Regions from separate parts of the Mus musculus genome. Here all the other regions are linked to region 3. A link is a contact called in public HiChIP or PLAC-seq and promoter capture Hi-C data. All regions are on one chromosome and are shown on one strand. The core of a region is the stretch at or near the end of the contact, and the rest is flanking DNA. Distances in the headings are between cores, read along the strand shown.

The links. Promoter capture Hi-C pulls out the DNA fragments that hold promoters and counts their contacts. HiChIP or PLAC-seq counts read pairs in DNA pulled down with a chosen protein or histone mark. Capture Hi-C pulls out chosen DNA fragments and counts their contacts.
Region 1: a promoter capture Hi-C map of liver shows a contact between it and region 3, with 2.5 times the contacts expected there. The contact joins the promoter of Cox4i1 here to the promoter of Cotl1 in region 3.
Region 2: an H3K27ac HiChIP or PLAC-seq map of thymic regulatory T cells shows a contact between it and region 3, with 5 times the contacts expected there. The contact joins the promoter of Gins2 here to the promoter of Cotl1 in region 3. A contact is called at or near these places in 3 of 39 promoter capture datasets (liver, pre-B cells and stem cell-derived epiblast-like cells), 1 of 484 Hi-C or Micro-C datasets (CD8 T cells), 1 of 115 datasets of contacts at active chromatin or transcription factors (thymic regulatory T cells) and 1 of 9 other capture datasets (adipose tissue).
Region 4: a contact with region 3 is called in a promoter capture Hi-C map of pre-B cells, with 4 times the contacts expected there. The contact joins the promoter of Gse1 here to the promoter of Cotl1 in region 3. A contact is called at or near these places in 1 of 39 promoter capture datasets (pre-B cells) and 1 of 115 datasets of contacts at active chromatin or transcription factors (memory CD8 T cells).

What each region holds. Positions count from the first base shown.
Region 1 is chr8:120,666,345-120,669,507 of GRCm38.p6, forward strand. Cox4i1 (cytochrome c oxidase subunit 4I1) reads left to right here and starts at 1,881. Exons shown (of 5, transcript NM_009941.3): 1 at 1,881-2,011; 2 at 2,965-3,038. The coding sequence starts at 1,902. Gm27021 (predicted gene, 27021) reads right to left here and starts at 1,798. Exons shown (of 4, transcript NM_001308449.1): 1 at 1,413-1,798. The coding sequence starts at 1,634. It overlaps Emc8 (ER membrane protein complex subunit 8), which reads right to left and starts at 1,743. Exons shown (of 5, transcript NM_010926.6): 1 at 1,413-1,743. The coding sequence starts at 1,634.
Region 2 is chr8:120,587,592-120,590,447 of GRCm38.p6, forward strand. Gins2 (GINS complex subunit 2 (Psf2 homolog)) reads right to left here and starts at 1,484. Exons shown (of 5, transcript NM_178856.1): 1 at 1,335-1,484; 2 at 1,134-1,248. The coding sequence starts at 1,424. It overlaps Gm10614 (a long non-coding RNA gene), which reads left to right and starts at 1,586. Exons shown (of 4, transcript XR_003947476.1): 1 at 1,586-2,463.
Region 3 is chr8:119,839,029-119,841,848 of GRCm38.p6, forward strand. It overlaps Cotl1 (coactosin-like 1 (Dictyostelium)), which reads right to left and starts at 1,551. Exons shown (of 4, transcript NM_028071.3): 1 at 1,296-1,551; 2 at 1,114-1,196. The coding sequence starts at 1,372.
Region 4 is chr8:120,536,007-120,539,099 of GRCm38.p6, forward strand. It overlaps Gse1 (genetic suppressor element 1, coiled-coil protein), which reads left to right and starts at 1,403. Exons shown (of 16, transcript NM_001145896.1): 1 at 1,403-1,556. The coding sequence starts at 1,550. It overlaps 1700016A09Rik (RIKEN cDNA 1700016A09 gene), which reads right to left and starts at 1,720. Exons shown (of 1, transcript NR_151732.1): 1 at 886-1,720. It overlaps Mir7687 (microRNA 7687), which reads left to right and starts at 2,690; the gene lies at 2,690-2,748.

The sequences.
Region 1 (3,163 bases), core at 631-3,130, 830 kb after region 3:
GAGCCATCTCTCCAGCTCCTCCATCAGCTGGTGCTAGGAGCTCTTCAGCACAGAGCTTGCCAGACCTCTACAAATCCAAGTCTAACTGAGCCCTGGGTTCAATCCACCCCACCAAGTCAGGAGAGAACCTGAGAAGCCTGCCCTACTGTGGAAGGCAGGGCCCAGCCAGGTGCAACTCCCTTGCTAACAGAACAACTTAGACGGTGGCCAGAATCACCCACAGGAACTCTCAAGAGACACTTTAGGCACTAAAAGCACGCTTCTCTTCTGGAACGAAGTATCATCTGCAAACCTTCCTCCTGCTCAGAAAGAATCTAAAAAACATTCAAAATGTGCCCAGTAAACGTGCCGATTTGCCTGTAGGCTCTTGTAGTTTGCTGGAAATTACCTCTGGTGTTTTAATGTAAATTAAATAATGGATGAGCAAGGTGTGGTGGTAGTGCACACCTTTAGACCTAGCCTCAGGAGATGGAGGCAGGCTGGTCTGTGTGTAGGACGCCAGCCTGGTCTACAGAAGAGTCCCAAACTCGGCAAGGCCACAAGAGTGAAACCCTAACCCTCTCCCCCAGAAAACAAAAGAAACAGAAATCAAGGAATGCGAGTCGCGTCGGTAATCCCAGTTCTCAGGAATCTAGAGCAGGAAGTGCTGGGAGTGCCAGGCTAGCATGGGGGGCTACATTCAAAGCAAGTCTCCGATTCAATGCAGTCATTTTGGTGGGAGAGGGGGAGACAGGATTAGCATTCCCTCCTAGGCCAGCTCAGATTTTTAACTTCAGAGCTCATTCTGAGATGTAAATGAGGCTGTGGGGAGACTGGGTGGTTACGGGTCTGATCTGTTTCTCAGGTGCGTCAGGACTGCACCTGAGAGCGCTTCCAAGATGTAGTAAGCAGCGCCTGACCATATCAGTCCAGGGCTTTATAAAGGCAAACCGCAGAGTTAGAATTCCGGGTCTTGCAAATGTCTCTTAAGCAGAGAAACCGAGTTTGATTACAAGCGCAGAAACAGCAGTCCGTATTATAACCTATAATCTTGCTAAAACAGCAAGTCTGGGGCAAAAAAATCGGCAAGTGGACCCACAAAATACAAAAACAAACAAACAAACAAAAAAACCTCTGTAAAACTAGAGATTTACATGCTATAGGCATTTTTTTCTTTGTGGCCTCACAAACACATTAAGTTTAAACTTTAAACGTTACCTATCCCAGATCTCACTAATGTAGACCAGGCTGGCCTCGAACTCTTGCCTCCCCATCTCGAGTGCTGGTTTTAAGGACGTCCACCACACATTCGAGTTTCTCGGTCATCTTACAAAACCTCGAGAGCTCCCCGGGAGCAGCCGCAGCGTCCCGCGAAGGGCGCCCGACTCCGCCCGGCCCGGAACCCCGCGCCGCGGCCTCGACCGCGAGCTTACCAGGGTGAGCGCCACCTCCAGCATGGGCGTCAGAGCCAGCGTGCCGTGGAAGAGCGGGATGCAGTCCACGAAGAGCGTGTGGCTGCCCGCTCCGGGAGGATGCTCCTTGCGCGGCCTCTGCCTCTCGGCCACCAGGAGCCCGTTGACGGCGCAGTGCGGGTACTTGGCGCCGTGGAGCACCATCTTGCAGTAGGCCTGCGTAGTCAGCTTCACGCCGGGCATCGCGACCCACGCACCGCGGTCCTCCGCCACGACCCTCCGCTGCACGCCGTGACGCTCTCGCACCTCCGGCCGCGGCCTCCCGCCTCAGCCGGTCGGCCGGAAAACGTCTGCCGGAAAGCAGCTGCTACCCGCTCGGCCTTTCGCGACAGTTACCGCCCCGCCCCGCCTCGTCCTGCCCCGCCCTGCCCCGAGCCGCGCCGCCCCGCCCCGCCCCGCCCCGCGCTCTGAAACGGACGGGCTTGGGGCGGGGCTTCCCTGATTCCCGCGATGCTTCGCGGCTCCGTCTTGGTCTTCCGGTTGCGGGCCCCGTTCTTCCGGTCGCGAGCACCCCAGGGTGTAGAGGGCGGTCGCGGCGGTCGCCTGGGCAGCGGTGGCAGGTGACGGCCTTGGACGGCGGGTGAGGGTGGCACGGTCGGGGGCCCGAGGACCTGGAGCGCCGGGGCCGGGAGCGGTGCCTCCGAGACGCCCCCGGACCCGGGACTTGAGCGGCTCGGTGACCTTGGGGCGCCCGCTTCCCCGAGCGGGTCTGTTGTCTCGGGTCCCCGCTCCGGCCTGCCGGGCACCGGGCGTTCCCGCTGTGCCAGGCCCGAGGGACAGCGACCTGAGCCCTGACGTCACGCTACGGTTTCTGCCGCCCCGGGCGTTGATTTTTTTTTTCCCGGGCTCGGACGTTCTTTCTCGGGGATCGAATCTCAGGGGTTGTGCTACAGTGAGGCGTGGGGCTCGGGTCGCTGGGGCGGGTGACAGGGTCATCCAGGTCGCCTGCGGGACGCAGGAACGGGAAGCGGGCCAGGGCCTGAGCCTGGGCGGCCTCCTCCCGCTTGCCCTTCGCAGTCTCTGTACAAGTCAATTTTTAAAATAAAACTCAGTCGCAGGAGGTGTGCTACCGTGCTATCTATCTATCTATCTATCTATCTATCTATATATCTAGTTCTAGCAGTTTCAGTCATTTTTGTCTTTCTAGTTAATTTTTTAAGAAGCCGGATTTATAGTCATTGGCCAAAGCCATGTATATTACAGCCCTTGGCTTGATGTAAGGAAGTTCACCCTGTGCCTTCGCATCAGTAATAAAAACCGGATCCTGGGGGCATGCCTCTGGCCTGTAATGCCGGCTCTTACGAGGTAGAGGAAGGTAATAGTGGAAGCTTTCAGGCCAGTCCGTGCCTTAAAAAGTTGATGAAATCATTACCAAAAAAAAAAAAAAAAAACATTTAACATTTCGGGGGATAAGTTGCATTTACTTCCTTAATGTTTTGCCGCAAAAAGACTTTGGCTAAAAGGTGTTTGCTGTCATTGTTAAGAGGTATAAGGGTTTTTTTTTGTCTTTCAGAATGTTGGCTTCCAGAGCGCTGAGCCTGATTGGCAAGAGAGCCATTTCTACTTCGGTGTGCCTTCGAGCACATGGTGAGCAGGACTTTCACTCCCTTCCCTGCCCTTTTCTTTCTCCTCCCTTTGGTTTTTCATGACAGGGTTTCTCTGCATGGCTCTGGCTGCCTTGGAGCGCAGAGACTTAACCTGCCTCTGACTCC
Region 2 (2,856 bases), core at 234-2,733, 750 kb after region 3:
TAACCTAAATACCCATTCACAGGATGGGTAAGTAGATGCAGAATACTCATGCAAGAGAAAACCTAGGATAACAAGGTGATGGCCACGTGACCACAGGCCAACTGCAAACCACACATTTCCAGAAGACAGAGCCGCATGGCACACGACAGCATTCTGTTGACCTCAGATCCCAGGACAGAGAGGCCTCCTGCACTCCTGACTGCTCCTCTCCATGTAGCAAAGGCAATAGAAGTCTGTTCCCCTGCTCCCCAACCCTGGCCAGCAGACACTGGGAAATGGACTCAGGCTTTGGGGGACAGGGGTGCTAAAGATGCCCCTCAAGGCACAGAAACTGGGGTCCCAGTTTCAAGACTATCAGAGTCACCAGACAGTGGTGGCGCACGCCTTTAATCCCAGCACTTGGGAGGCAGAGGCAGGCGGATTTCTGAGTTCGAGGCCAGCCTGGTCTACAGAGTGAGTTCCAGGACAGCCAGGGCTACACAGAGAAACAAAAAAAGACAAACAAAAACAAAACTTGTTTAAGGTTGCATCTCTGTTCCCCAATCCCTACCTGTACTGGCTAGTTTTGTGTCAACTTGACACAGCTGGAGTTATCACAGAGAAAGGAGCCTCCCTTGAGGACATGCCTCCATGAGATCCAGCTGTAAGGCATTTTCTCAATTAGTGATCAAGGGGGAAAGGCCCCTTGTGGGTGGTGCCATCTCTGGGCTGATAATCCTGGGTTCTATAAGAGAGCAGGCTGAGCAAACCAGGGGAGGCAAGCCAGTCAAGAACATCCCTCCATGGCCTCTGCATCAGCTCCTGCTTCCTGACCTGCTTGAGTTCCAGTCCTGACTTCCTTGGTGATGGAAGTGTAAGCCAAATAAACCGTTTCCTCCCCAACTTGCTTGTTGGTCATGATGTTTGTGCAGGAATAGAAACCCTGACTAGGACACCACCCCACCCCCAGACAGGGTTTCACTGTGTAGTCCTGGCTGTTTGTCCTGCACCTCCCTCTGTGGACCAAGCTGGCTTCAAACTCAGAGATCTTCCTGCCTCTACCGCCTCTAAAGAGTGCTGGGACTACAGGCGTGCGCCATCACTACAGCCCCCTCCCCGTACAAGCCCGCCCACCCGGGCCCGGGAATGCTCACCCACATCCATCCATTCCGGAGGTAACAGGCGGCACTTCTGTCTCTGTTTCAGGTTAATGGCCAGCCACAGGGGCACGTCCACGGGTAAGCCGGGGTTGAAGGGCCCCAGGTCCCCCTGCAAGGACAACGCAGACCCCAGGTGGAAAGGAGCGGTGACCCGAGCATGATCCCAGGCCGCCGCCCCGTACCGCCCTGGCTCACCCCGATCAGGTAGATCTTGTCCAGACTGAAGTTCGGGATGATAGTCACCAACTCCTTTTCGGCCAAAAACTCCACCTCGGCCGCATCCATGTTGAAGAGTAGGCGGCCCAGGCCCGTTACCGCCCCTCCGCGACTCAGAGGCAGCGCCTCAGGCACTTCTTTCCCGCCACCGCGCGGGGCCCGCCCCTCGAACGGAAGACGTCCTGCGGCGGCCCTATAGAGACGTTGCTCTCTTCGCAGCCTCCAAGTCACAGCTAGTACAAACTCGCGGATTGGTCTGTAGGCGGAGCTGTACGCCGGCCCCGCCCCTCTAAGGCCTACCGATGCCCTTTCCAGTACTTGGGCTCCACGCTTCCTGAATCCTGATCCAGCGAGTTACAGCCCTGACGGCCCCGCCCTACTACGTCACTACCCTCTCTAGGCCCCGCCTCTGGCCCGTCCGCTTTTTTTCATTGGTCTCCGGGTCTGCCTCGACTCCGCCTCTTGCCCGCCTACCACGCTCACGGCCCCGCACCTACCTCGTTTGGGTCGGGTCTGTACAGCCCCGCCTCTTGCTCCCGCCCCTCCTTCGTTCGGCCTCGCCCCTCCTGCGCCCGCCCCCTTCTGTCCACGAGCTGGAGGCTGTGTACTTATGGCTTCTTGCTCCTTTGCGTCCTGCAGCAGGCTGAGTCCCTCGCCTGATTCCACTCTTTGAGGGTAAAGGTTTGGAGCCGAGTTTTCACCTGCGCGAAACACAGATCCAGGAATAAACGCATTCATCTCAAAGTCAGCTCCGGGTCCCCGGACATGGCTGGCTGGTCCACACAGACGCCATATCGAAGGAAGTGTTTTCCCTTTAATTTTAGTCTTTGCCCTTTCTACAGATGGTTTAAAAGCAATGAAAATGCGCCTCCCCTATCTGCTCCATGCAGATCCTTCGAGACAGAGCCCAGAATCAGAACTTTGGCAAACCAAACCTCAGGTGAGACTACAGGGACAAGTTTGCACACGTATTATCATTCTTTTATTATTGTTGTTATTGCAATTGTGAAGATGGAACCCCGGTCCTCAAAAATGATAAGCACAGCCTCTTCCACTGAGCTATACCCTGGAGCCTGATGCCCTCAAGCCTTCTGTACAGAGTGCCTTGGTAAGCCAACAGCCCTAGAGTCCTTGCATTAATATGGCCCCACAGGGGCATTTTGAATCAGGAGTCTTGTGAGGACAGCTGAACTATTAATAGGCATTATAATCAGGGTGACTCTGGCAGGGTGCCAGCAGACCAGGGTAGCTCCTGGGGAGGAATAGGTCACCTACAACTGGTAAGGACAAGAGGGGCTGGATCTGAGTGTGAAACCCTCACCACTGGGCGCTGAGGTGAGGTGTAATCTTAGTATTCCATAGGTGGAAGCAAGAAGGATCACCAGCTAGGGACAGCCTGAGTCACTCAGCATTTCCTATCTCAAAAATAAAGATATGCAAGGATAGGGGCGTACTCTAATAGAGGGGTTACCCCCTGTCTTAGTCAGGGTTTCTATTCCTG
Region 3 (2,820 bases), core at 301-2,800:
CAGCCATTCCCAGGAGTCCACACCCTAGCTCCTAGGTGGCCTGCTTTTGTTTGACATTAGGTTCCAAAGCTAAGGAGACACTAGGCCCCGGGGTCTCTTACTTCCAATCTCTTTAAAGGCTCTTTTTCCGGAAGGCACGGGGGATGCCCAGCCTAGGCTGGCCTCCAATTCTCCATCCCCCTGCCTCTGTTTCCAGAATATGCTGAGCTGCTCTGCACACCAGCTCCTTTAGAGATCTCTTTACCAATGGTGTTGAGCTGTTCTACGGGAGCTGTGGCCATTCAGGCCCTGTGTTCTTTCATGGTCCACATGTCCCAGGGAAGCTTAACACACACAAACCTTAGGGTTCCCTGGGATGCTTTTAGTAAGGTCACACATCTGCTTGATTCCTCCACACCAAACCATGGAGCAATCTCAGCTCTCCATGCCCCACCCCAGCCAGTGGCCATTCGCTCCAAAGGAAACTGGCCGCTGGGACCTCGCAAGTCAGCTTCTCTTTATCCAGGCCTGGTATAGCAACATCGGATACACATTCTTGGTGCGTGTTTCTGTACTCTTCAAATTAAAGGCTTGTACAGAAGCAGATAGGGACAAAGATGGAAGGGAGAAAGGAGGGTGGGGCCCTGGGTTCTGCCTTTAGCTTGCAGCCCCCAGGGGCTTCGGCGTTTATTGTTCACTGACCAATCAGAGAGGGTGGAGTTTGAACTGCCCCTTCTGACCTGGAAACCCAGTGGACCACAGGGTGCGGGAGCGGAAGAAGCCGACTGACACTACCGGGGGAGGAATCTCCTCGGGTCACTTGATGGTGATGTCCACAGGGGTTGGGGGCAGGGTGGGGGAGGGATACACTCGGGACTTTGGAAAGCTCAGATCAGAGCTTTGCATGGCTGTGCACACCCACCCTACCAGTACTAGACGCTTGGGGCAAGAGGATGGCCAGTTGGAGGTCACCCTGGATATATAGTGAGCCCCTATCTCCAAAAACACAAAGACAAAACCAAAACAAACAAACAAACAAAGCCCCAGCCCAGATCTGCTGCTGCTTGGACGCCCAGCAGCTCGCTGCCCAGGGTGCCCACCCTCTTTCAAAAGGTCTCATGAGGGTCGCCCTACCTGTGCACTGCTGGATGAAGTGCTGGTAATCTGCTCCCTGATCGCCGGGGACAATGGTGGCGCCGTCGTATCTGAAAGTCACCCTTTGGGTTGGAGGAAGAAAAGAAACATAGGTGAGCGGCGGCGGCGAGCGGCACGAAGCAGGTCACTACTGGCTTCCCCGGCCCCGCGGCGTTGCTCACCAGATGACCGCCGAGCCGTCGTCCCGCACTAAGTTGTACGCCGCGCGACACGCCTCCTTGTCGATCTTCGTGGCCATGGCCGCCGCGAGGACACTGCCGGAACCAGTGAACGCGTCCCTGATCCGCTACGAGAGTCGAGCGGGCTCCGAGAGTGGGCAGGGGAGGTGGCCGCTCGCAACAGCAAGCTAAGGTCCTCGGAGAGAGGCCCGCGGTTACTGCAGAGCCAGAGCGCGCGCGGGGACTCCACTCCCGTGAAAGCCACGCCCCTTCGCTCCCATTGGTCAGGCGAGGCGGGGGCGGGGCGTCTCGCACATCCGGCGGCCAATCCCAGTCTGTGCGGATTGCGCAACTCCGCGGAGGGCTGGAGGGGGGCCCTTCCTCCTCGTCTTCCCTTCCTCCGCCTTCTTCCCTCCCCACTCCGTGGGCCCCAGCCCCTCGCTTCTTCCACCACCTTCTGTGTTCTCCGATCTCGCTCTCCTTCCTCCTTCCCTCTCTCCTTCCCTCCATTCCTCTCCTTCCCTTACGCCGTTGTTCTCCTCTTCTTTCAGCCTCTACCTTGTTCGCCTTCTCATCTCTCCTATTTATCCCACCCCAAGCCCCTTTTCCCTCCTCCCTAAGGCCTCCTTCCTCCTTCTCCTCTGCATCTTCCCTCGAATCTTCTTATTCTCTCTTCCTCCCTCGTTCCCTCTACCAGTGAGCTGGGCTGCAGAGCTCTCCACCCCTCCCCCTCCTTCAGAAGAATAACTTAAGTCAGCACTCAGATGAGCCAGGCTGGCCAAGGCTGGCGCCCCTAACCCAGTGTTTGTTTGCTCTTTGGATTTGGAAAGGGAAGAAGTGGAAAGAAGGAAGCATTTCATTTGGAAAGAGAATCACTGTTGACTTTGTAGCCTGGCTATCTGCAGTCACGTGGGGTGCTGGGGCGGGATGGGGCGGCATCCTTAACCCCCTTACTGGGTCATTCATTCACTACTCCTCTACCATCTGTCCTACCGGCAGGTGAAAGGCTGGCCCTGGAGGCCCAGCTCTAGAACTGCTTGTAATTCTCAGCCCCGAGCCATAGGGCAAGCTCTGAAACCTTATCAAGAGGACTGCTCTCTCCCCGTGGTAAGACGAGCCTCAGGGAGCCTCAGCAGGTGCCTTCAGCCTTAACTGAAATGATGTACAGAAACCAGGGCGGGCATCAAAAGAGGTCACTGTTGGTTTGCTATTGACTAAAACGGATCATAGACAGAAACTGAAAAGATCTGGAACATGTATAAGGGATAGGAAAACCCTTAGGCCTGAAGGTGTGGCCCAAAGAGCCAGCATCTGTGAGGTCCCAGGTTCTCTCTCTCAGTACCTCACCTTAAAAAAAAAAAAGAAAAAGTCTTGACACAGTACCTCACCAGGCAGCTCAGAACTCAAGAGGTTAAAAAAGAAGGGTTATACATTGACAACCAGGCTGGGCTGCATACTGGTTTCCAGGCCTGCCTGGGCTACAAAATAAGACCCTGTCTCAGATTAGGAGAGATGGTTTATCCTCTGC
Region 4 (3,093 bases), core at 153-2,652, 700 kb after region 3:
TGGTCGGCCAGGGGCTTGTGCAAGACTGGCCCGGCGTGCGCCCCCGCCCCGCGGCATCGGCGGCTTCTGCTGGCGCGGGCCCCGAGCGCTGCCCGCCGCCGGCGTCATCGGGAACAGATGGACGGGGGGTGCTGGCGCCCGCGCTCGCTCCCGGCGCTGTCCCGGCTGGCGCGGGAGGGAGGAAGGCGGGGGAGGCAGCGCGCGCCTGCGGAGCACTGCGCGGGCATGTCCCGGGGCAGGTTTGGGGCTGGCACCGCGGTGGAAAGTTGAGACCCGCAGCGGCGCTGAGGTTCCCCCCCCAACCCCCCCGGTGCGGTGGCCTCCGGGCTTGAAAGTCTGAAAGTGGAGGATCATTAAGAGAGCTGTGTAGAAAGGCCGGGCGGGGGAGACCCCGGGACCTCGCGACGACCTTGCCACCTCGATGGCTGCTCTCTGCGCGCTGGGTCCGGCCGAGGGTCCCCGGCTGCCTGGCTCGCGCTGTAACCTCGCGCTTCCCGGGTGGCGGGAAGGGGGTGTTTCTAGGGATCGGTCGCGTTGTGGGCGGGGACGCTGGGGCCCACAGTCCCTCTCCGCGCCGCCTGTGGGTGCCGAGGAATTTCAGGACGCTCCCTGAGTCATCCCCGTGAAGTGCCTGGGTGAGGTAGGGTGGGTGGGGGTGCCAAGAGTGGGAAGGCGGTGCGCTGGGGCCGGTGGCGCGGTGGGTTGTGCCAGTTTCTGGAGGCGGCGGCCTCGCCTCTGACCGCAACCCCAGCTACTTAATGATGCCCCTGGCGCAGCGGCGCCTCCGTGGACTTCTCGAACATGGGCTCTTTAAAGAACTAGAGCCCCCGCCGTTTGGCCTTCTCAAAAATTCCTTAAAGCGAGATGGAGACTTTGCAAAACTTTGGGACAGAGGCTCGTGGCCCGAGCTCTTAACATTAAGTCCTTTAAAGTTGTGGTAATAGATCAGGCATCTTGGAGATCGAGAGAGGCCAACGGCCTATATTGTGTGGTCCCCTCCACTCAGCACAAGGAAAGGCCTATCCCTCCCCTCTCTTAGTGGGTGGCCAGGTGCCAGGCACTGTTCCAGGCGCTTGGGGAGGCGGCTATGAGGCTCGGATATGGCAGGCGTGTTGTAAGCCACTCCTCCCTACTCTTGGAGATGAGTGGCCCGCGAGGCCTCTGAGAGATCCCCCTGGACTGTCCGGACAGCCAGGGTCGCCAGGAGCGCGGGGGGCGGCACCTACCCGGCGGGTTGTGACCGCGCTGGGTGCTCCGGGCGGTCTGTCGGTGCGCGCGCGTGCGCTTGCGGCTGAAACCCGACACCTCCCGCCGGCTGAGGTCAGGGCGCCGGGAGCGAGCCGGGGCCGGGGAGTGGGCGGCGTTGCGCTTGGGTGTGTCCTCAGCGGCGACAGCAGCAGGTGTTTCTTGGCCCAGGCCCCGGAAGCTCCACCTCCCCGAGCGGCGGAGCCGCCGCCGCACAGCCCCGGGTGAGATAAGCAGTTCAGACAAACCCGGGCGACGGTGGCTCCGGCATGTGTCAGGAGCGGTGGAGCAGCGGGGCCCTGGCATGAAAGGTGAGCGCGCGGGTGGGGGATGGTGGCGGGGGTTCCCTCGTTCTTCCTCTCCCCAAGTTTGTGGGCTCGGGAGGGGCGCCAACGGCCGGTGCCAGGTCCCGCGGGTGTGAGGGACGAGAAGCGCGGGGCGCGCGGCCGACCTGAAGCCACACTCGCGGCTGCGCGCGCGCGCGCTGGGCTCAGCCGGCTCTGCTGCCGCGGAAGTGCGCGGGGAAGTGCGCGGGGGCGGCTCCGGGGCTCGGGGTTGTAGCAAAACTTTGGATGGGGCGGGGGCGCCCAGGCAGGTGGTTGGATGGGGGGGGGGGTGCTTTACCTGGGGTGGCAGTCCAAGGGGCCTCCGAACCCCCCGCCCAGCCCTTCCCGCTCCGCCTGGATGCGCCTCCCCGCCCCCCGCGGCCGCGCTGACGGCGAGTGGCCCGCCCGAGTGGAGCCGATTCAATTATATTGCAGCACCAGAGACACCTCGTCGCCCGCCGCCTCTCCGGCAGGCTAATTAAATTCCCTTCTTGGAGGCGGAGCGGGAGCTGGGCTGCCCTCCCCGCTGCCCGCCTCTCCGAGCGCCGGGAGGTGGCGGGGGCCGAATAGGACTGCGAGGAGCAGGCTTGGGGCCGCAGGTCTGGGCATCGGAGCCGGGAGCGAGCAAGGGGCGCCCCCGCGCACCTGCCACCCGTGGTGGGGGTGCCAGCTCGAGTTGGGTCGGTTTGGTGCAAACCAGCCTTTGTCTTCCATGCATTTAAAGCACTCTAAACCCTTACTAGACCCCTGCGGTGCCTTATCTGTCGCGGTTGGGGCCCACACAGGTTGGGGTTTGAAAACAAGCGAGACCACCAAATGGAAGGGGGGAAAAAAACAAACCAAAATACAAGATCCTTTTGTAAAGAGGACCGGAACAAAAGGCGCAGCCTCGCTCTAGGAGGGAGCATCGGGCCTAAGCCGATTCCCAGCACTGGGGGACAAAGAGGCAGGAGGTCTTGGCTGGCCGCTTGGCAGTGTCTCAGTCTGAGACTGGTTTACCCCCTCTTCCCGAGGAAGACAAGGCCCCCCTGGCGAGCAGCCTTCCCTGGGCGTCCGTGTTACTTAAGCTTGGCTACTTAAGTGTTGCTTAGCCTGTGTTTACAGCCGCCCCCACCCGCAGGCGGGGAACCTGAGGCGCAGGCTGTGTCTGACTCAGCCACTCAGTCGCCCCGCCACAGGTGAGGGGGGCCGGGGCACAGGCTCCGACTGGCAGCGTGTGTCATCTGCTATGCTGGGTGTCACGCCCCACCGGGTGGACCGGAACAGGGTTGCTGGCAGCCTCCCTCGATGGGGCTCGCTGTGCCGAAGCCGCTTGCTCAACACTTCTCACAGCCACCGGGTCACGCCTGACCACCTCCTGGGGTGTGTGTGTGTGTGTGTGTGTGTGTGTGTGTGTGTGTGTGTGCGCCTTGATGGCTTGGTACAAGGTTGGCTTTTGTCGCCTGGTTTGGCAGCTGGAGCGGAGGAGGCTTGGGGGGAGGGGGCGCTGGTGAGCAGCCAGCCAGAGACCCGGGGTCAGCCA